2 separate regions of the Ovis aries genome follow, and region 1 is linked to region 2. The links are chromatin contacts, called in public Hi-C maps. All regions are on one chromosome and are shown on one strand. Each heading gives the region's core, a stretch centred on a gene start, on an enhancer-like site or on the middle of the called end of the contact. The rest is flanking DNA. Distances are from core to core; before and after follow the strand shown. Region 1 overlaps LOC132658191 (a long non-coding RNA gene). Region 2 overlaps RAF1 (Raf-1 proto-oncogene, serine/threonine kinase).

Region 1 (3,427 bases), core at 519-3,018, 83 kb before region 2:
CCCGTGAGCTGCAGCGCAGCAGGCTGCCCTGTCCTTCACCCTTTCCCGGAGTTTGCTCAAACTCATGTCCATCTAGTCAGTGATACCATCCAACCATCTCATCCTCGGTCACCCCCTTCTCCTCCTGCCTTCAGTCTTCCCCCAGCACCAGGGTCTCTTCCAATGAGTTGGCTCTTTTGCATCAAGTGGCCAAAGTATTGGAGCTTCAGTTTCAGCATCCGTTTCATGAGCCAACACTAAACTTTAAGAGACTTGCAATAAAATCCTGGAGTCACAACTCTTTCAGAAAATGCTTTGGATCTTAAAACACTGCAGCCTGGACTTCCCTGGTGGTCCAGTGGTTAGGAATCCGCCTGTCCATGCAGGGGGCAAGGGTTGAATCCCTGGTCTCAGAAGATCCCAAATGCCAAGGAGCAACTAAGCCCACATACCGGAACTACTGAAGCGCTCGCGCCCTAGAGCCTGTCCTCTGCAACAAGAGCAGCCCCCGCAAGAGAACTGCATGTACTACATCTGGAGAAAGTGCGTAGCAACTCAGGCCCAGCACAGCCAAGGAAAGCAGCCCTCTGCAGCCCCTTCCTGCCACAGTTGCGTACTTTGCTGATTGCCACAAGCCTTACCCCTTGGAGTCCTGATAGCTGCTGACCTCTCACACTTGCTGGGGCCCTGGGGGCTTTGCTTTTGCATCCCTTTTTATTTCCTCTGCGCTCTGAGGTGTTGGCTACTGGCAGGCTTGTTACAGTGTTCCCGATGCTGCCTCAAGCACTTTTAATGAGTTCATCCTCCTGCCCAGCCTATGAGATAGATGCTATTATTAGCCTCCAATTCCGTAAGTGAGGAAACACACAGAGATGCTAGGGGAGCTACCCAAGGTCACACAGCTGGGAAGTGGCAGTGCTGGGGCTCCGGCTCCTGAGTGGTGTGCTGTCAGCCTCGATACGCGCCACCTCTGCCAGAGACACTGAGCCCTTGCTCCTCCTTATTTTTCTCAAACTATTGTTTGTTTTTCTGATGATAATAAAAATACATGCTCATAAAAAAACACAAACGGGAACATGTAAAGAAACAAGTAAAAAAAAAAAATGTCTCAAACTTTCACTCCCAGCCCCTCCCTAGAAGTAGTAGCATTTGGGGGTCATGTTAGCAGATGGTCACAAGTATGTGTAATACAAGATGGGGTATTATCATCTGTATGTACTGAAAAGCTACAATGATGAGAGAATGATCTAGAACTCACACAGGGAGCCATTCGGGTGGGTTCAGATCTGCCAGCCTTTGTCCTCTGCCTGTGTGACCCTGGGCACTTCAGTTTTCTGCAAAATGAGAACCTCCTAGAACAGCAGGCTTAAAAACTTAATTGAGATAACAGAGGAGAAATGCTTAGCATGGTTTCTGACAGCCAGTGAGCACTCCCAAAAATCTAGTTGTGATTATGATTCATGGCTGATGGGAGCTCTTCCGGTTGGGAGCCACAGGGCCACGGAAAATTCATTCTCTGGCCACGGAGAGAAGCAAAGAGTGAAGGTTGCAGATGGTCTGAAGGCTGAAGGGAGACACCCAGCATGAAAGCCCGGCCTGCCGTCATGACCTGGAGGACCAGGAGCAGCTTAGAAAGTGAAGTGTGTGTTGGAGGTCGGGGGACAGGATATGGATTGGGTACTGGGGTGGGGCAGGGGCTGGAGGAGTCCTTGGGGTAAAGACCTAGGACCCCGCCCTTGATGGGGAACCCTCTCTCGAGGGCCGACTGTACTGGGTCCCCCGGTCTGGATAATCACCCGGGCGCTGAAACTCGCCCAGCAGTCTCCTCCCTCCGAGTAAATAGGTGTTGCTATTCTAAGCCGGCCTGAGAGAAAAATACTTGCTTTGCTTTGGAAGGATTTTTTTTTTTTTTTTTTTTTTAAGCCGTGAAAATAACAGGGCAGTAGGCTGACTATTTTAGGTTGGGGCCTTTGGCTGGCTTTCAAAGGCCCGGCCCAAATGAGATCTATTTAGAAACAGGTCGCGCTGCACACTCCGCACGCGTTGATCGTCCGGTAGAACAAGCCTGGATGGAGGCGTCCAAGAGACTCTGGGGCGCGGACCCGAGCAGCAGCGTTGGAGGGAATTGCGGGCCGCTGTTTACCCCGGGACTGTAAACGCGAGGCAGGCCTCTCGCTCTGAGGCTCTGCGCTCTTCCCACACCTGCTCCGCCCCGCCCGGCCCGCCACCCCCGCTGTGAGTTCTCAGGGGGCGGAGCCCACAGTCTGCCTGTCTCTCCACTTTAGGAATCCCGGGTCAGGGTGGGATTGGAATATGGGGAATGCTCCCCACCTTCTCTATAAATCAGCGGGGTAGGCGGCAGCGTCGGGGCCAGGGAGGAGCCTGCCCTCTGGAACAGGGCTGAAATTTTCCACTCTCAGTGGGTCACAGGGTGCCTCTGGGGACTGAGAAAGACACTCCGGAGGTGCCGGCCTGAGATGGAGTAGAAATAGCCCAAGCCGAGGAGACTGGAGTCTTGACCCTGGCCCTTTCAAGCTGTGTGATCTTGGAGAGGTAACTTAACCTCTCTGATTCTTTGTTTTCTTTTTGGTGAAATGGAGCTTCTAAAAGCAAACCTAGGGCTTCCCTCATAGCTCAGTTGGTAAAGAATCCACCTGCAATGCAGGAGACCCCGGTTCGATTCCTGGGTAGGGAAGATCCCCTGGCGAAGGGATAGGCTACCCACTCCAGTATTCGTGGGTTTCCTTTGTGGCTCAGCTGGTAAAAAAATCCGCCTGCAATGTGGGAGTCCCGGGTTTGATCCCTGGGTTGGGAAGGTCCCCCGGAGAAGGGAAAAGGCTTACCCACTCCAGCATTCTGGCCTGGAGAATTCCATGGACTAAGTCCATGAGGTCACAAAGAGTCGGACTTGACCGAATGACTTTCACTTTCAAAGCAAAGCTTACAGGACCAACGGGAAAGATTTAAGAAGGTACGGTATTTAAAAACATCTAGCAGAGGAGCCTGGTAGGCTGCAGTCCACGGGGTCACTAAGAGTTGGGCACACTGAGCAACTTCACTTTCACTTTTCACTTCATGCATTGGAGAAGGAAATGGCAACCCACTTCAGTGTCCTTGCCTGGAGAATCCCAAGAACAGAGGAGCCTGGTGGGCTGCCGTCCATGGGGTTGCACAGAGTCAGACACGACTTAGCAGCAGCAGCAGCACATGTGCAGTGGCCGCCAAATCTGGAAGCACAGAGTTTTTAAGAATCAGTGGTTTGTTGATTACACACAAAAAAATTTTCTTCCAAATGTTAGGGTCACCCTGTGGTGGTAATAATATATGGTTCTTACCATGTGGCAGGCACTGTTCTAAATGGTTTACATATATAAACACATTAAGTAAGTGTTAGTTGCTGAGTCGTGCCTGACTCTTTGCGACCCCCATGGACTGCAGCCCACCAGGC
Region 2 (3,523 bases), core at 448-2,947:
AACTCAGCCTCGCTCTGGGCGGTTCCCACCAGCAGAGAGCCTTTTTGTATGGGAGTTGAAATCGGTTTTCCTGTCTTGTTTGGCCATTGTTCTCAGCAAACTGGATCCCTGTGATGGCCTTCTTGGGGGTGCTGTGACCCAGACTGTAGTCTTAACGCACAGTCCGCTGGCAGAACTGCTAACCTGAGCTGGCGGGCCTCTGGGTCCCGTCTCCCCATCAGTGACGGGCACGACCTGGGGAGTAGGGTTTGGACTTAAGAGAGAGTGATGGTGGAACAGAGAACAGATGACTGTTTAACAGGAGTCCGTCTTGTTCCCAGCTGCAGAAAGTAGAGGCTAGAGGGGGAGGGTGCCAGCTGAGCTCAGGTCAGGGGGCGTTGCTGGGGCAGCTGTGTGGCTGCTGCTGCCCTCTCTGCGGTTGCCATGCTGATCAGTCCACAGTGGGACTGCATGTGCCCGTGTACCCGGGACTGCGTGTGCCCGGAGGAGAGCCGTGAGGGGGCAGGGCGTGCAGGGCGTGCCGACCAGGCTCAGCGTGGGGAGTGGTTCCCCCGAGGGGCGGCCAGCCTCGCCCGGCTCCCTCCCGCATCCTCCCAAGCCTGGCCCTTTGCGTCCCGCCCCGGCCCACCCTGGCCCCGGCCCACCCTGGCCCCTGCCCTGCCTCTCGGCTGACTGCCGCATTGAGCCAGTTCACTTTCACGGGGTTCTGGCCTCTGTCCCTTACAGCCCTCCGTCAGCTCTGCCTGCGCCGAGCTGGGCCTGCTTCAGGCTCCCCCAGCCCCCTCCTGGCCTGCAGGCGTCGCAGCACACGCTAGCGTTTCCCTGGCCTCTCTCTCTCTCCTCCCCATCACCTCACTGCTCCTGGTGTTCCTCGTCCAGAACTGCCTCTTGCCTTGGCTGACCTCCCATCTCCCTCCGAAGACCGCCACCCTGAAGACCGCCACCCTCTCTGCTGGCATACTCGCTCCTCTCTGGGTCAGCGCCCTCACCTGCGTTCTGTCTTGGCTCAGATGCTCCAGAATGGACAGTTACCCAGAAGGCTCTTGTCCGTTTGTCCGTCATCAGAACTTGGGGTCGGGGCTGCACGGTTCACCAGCTCCATCTGCCCAGGTAGAAGGCAGCTCTGAACACAGTGCGTCTCTGCCGTCCACAGGCAGCCTGGGCCCTCCGCAAATTCATGTGGCAGGAAATTGGTTAAGAACCAGTGTGGAAGCTGCTGTTAGGTGATTTTATTTTCACATGATGCAGAGATCGCAGGGCAGCAGTCCGTCATGAGAACCATCTCTCTACCATTTGGTGCCCCCCAAAGTGAAATGAGTGCCCCAGTAGAGGTGCCAGGGTGCTGCGGGCACAGGCTCAGGATGCGGGGGAACTCGGTCACCTCTGGGGTGCCGCTGAGCTGGAATCCTCTGTCTGATCGCTTTTCCTGAAAGCTGACGTCCCTGTAGGGCTTCAGGCAGTTTGTCATCAGCACTGTTACTGAAAGTGGCTTCTAAATCAGCCTTACCTATAAAATAGAGTTGCTCTGTGGGTGTTTCTGAAGTTACATGAAGAGTGATTGACAGTATGTTAGTTACAAGTACAGCTGTTGGACTGGGGTTCTAGTCTGGCTCTGGCTTTTTGGGCAGTGCTACCGTGGCCAACTGGCCTAGCCCCTGCATTGCTTATAGGGTGAGGTCAGCAGTGCTAGAGGGAGAAGGCAGCTGAGGATTGGAGCAGTGCCGCCCCGTGGAGGCAGCGTGCAGGCTTAGTGAGTGGTCAGGGGTCGTTGAGAGGATTGGTTTCTAATGGGATTGAAGGCAGAGGAGCTTCATTACAATGCAGATCTTTGAATCTGTGCAAGGAGCATCTGGGCCGTCACTGGCCCGCTTCTGGGCACCAGCCTCTGGCCTCGGAGACTCAGCATCTGCTGGGCGGTTCACACCCTGCTGCTCTCATCCTTATGGGCCCAGCTTGTGACGGTCACCTCACCACCGGGGATGCCAGGCTTGACAGGAACAGCTGAAACCGAGCCGGTTCAGGGCCTTAGGGTGGAGTTTTAAGGATAGTAGTATAACCTGTTTTTTTTTCAGCCACTTGAATAATTCAGAAATTGGCATAGTATTTGTCCTGTGTAGGTCTGTGATTTTTGAATAAGGGATTTACTATCTCTTCCTCAGACGAGTGTACGTGAAAAATGAAGTTAAGATCATTCAGCTGTACTGACTGTAAACTCATTTGCAGGAGATGTTGCAGTAAAGATTCTGAAGGTTGTTGACCCCACTCCAGAGCAGTTCCAGGCCTTCAGGAACGAGGTGGCTGTCCTCCGGTGAGTGTAGAGTGGGCCTCTGTGGAGCTGTGGAGGGGCGGGCGGGCCCTGCCTCTGGGGGCGTGCTCCTGTGGAGCTCCCTTTCGAGTGGAAAGGAGTGGAACCTTCTTCCAGCTCCTGTGCTCGTTAGGCCTTGAGAAGAGCTGCTTGATGGCACCGCCCTCCCACCGCCTCAGCCTCTGGGCTCACCACCTCAACAGCTCAGGTTCTGTTGCTGGGTTTTGGTTTGACATAGGGAGAAATAGGTTCTATTTTCATATTTATTTCCAAGAACTCTTTATAGCCAAATGGCCTTAATTTGGACTTCAAAACCATCAGCTTTTCAGTCTTTGTGGAGTCCCTGATTAAACTCAGGACTAGGCTGAGTGGATGGGTGACCCCTGTGCTTGTTGGGTCTGTGCTGCTGGGAGGGGACGCCTTCTCTGCCGTCCAGGCCGGCACCCGGGTGGCCGCCCTGCTAGCCCAGAGCAGCGGCTGTGTGGGCGCAGTCTGCCATGCTTGCTTTGCAAGCCCCGGGGTTGTAAGTGCGGAGGTGTCGGTAGCACACCAGCTGCGCTCGGGGGCAGGATGCACCTCCCTGTCTGCAGAAGCACAGAGCCTTTTGTTCCCCCTCCTCCAGCAAAACCCGGCACGTGAACATCCTGCTCTTCATGGGGTACATGACGAAGGACAACCTGGCGATCGTGACGCAGTGGTGCGAGGGCAGCAGCCTCTACAAGCACCTGCATGTCCAGGAGACCAAGTTCCAGATGTTCCAGCTGATCGACATTGCCCGGCAGACGGCTCAGGGAATGGAGTGAGTGGATGGCTTGACGAGTAGGAGGTCTGGGGTCCATGCACCTTGTCCCTAAATCAAAACCAAGATTAGGGAAAGCTCAGTCTGTTAAGTGGATTCTGTGATATTTTTGCACAGCTGGAAGTGAACCTGTGGGGTGGACTGAAAGAATGAGAATGTCAGGTTTCTTGCCTGAGCTATCTACCTGCTTAGAGCTCAGATTCAGGTTCCAGCTGCTGCCCTCAGAGTTCAGCCAGACACCCCAGAACACAGAGTGGGCCGGCAGCTTCTGGGGGGCGCCACGCCTCTGAGGTGTAGCTGTCCAGTGTGGTTTATCCACCTGAGGGTTTATCAGATGTCACTTTTCTGATAATTTACATCACCGACTTGATGGACATGAATTTGAGTGAACTCCGGGAGATGGAGATTGAAAGGGAGGC

What was found. A called contact is a pair of places that touch in the nucleus more often than the background predicts.
Region 1: a contact with region 2 is called in a Hi-C map of muscle, with 3 times the contacts expected there. The contact joins two enhancer-like sites. A contact is called at or near these places in 4 of 16 Hi-C or Micro-C datasets (mixed tissues, muscle, skin fibroblasts and 1 more).

The regions. Positions count from the first base shown.
Region 1 is chr19:56,393,768-56,397,194 of ARS-UI_Ramb_v3.0, forward strand. It overlaps LOC132658191 (a long non-coding RNA gene), which reads left to right. Exons shown (of 2, transcript XR_009597461.1): 2 at 1-3,427. Among named protein-coding and RNA genes, the nearest start is that of RAF1, 16 kb to the right of the region's middle. Within about 2 kb of position 1,769, at least 18 of the 54 cell types and tissues checked have an H3K27ac peak or open chromatin away from gene starts, as enhancers often do. A contact at or near this core is called in muscle, where this site is marked.
Region 2 is chr19:56,477,069-56,480,591 of ARS-UI_Ramb_v3.0, forward strand. It overlaps RAF1 (Raf-1 proto-oncogene, serine/threonine kinase), which reads left to right. Exons shown (of 19, transcript XM_060402677.1): 13 at 2,224-2,308; 14 at 2,928-3,104. Among named protein-coding and RNA genes, the nearest start is that of MKRN2, 45 kb to the right of the region's middle. Within about 2 kb of position 1,698, at least 8 of the 54 cell types and tissues checked have an H3K27ac peak or open chromatin away from gene starts, as enhancers often do. A contact at or near this core is called in muscle, where this site is marked.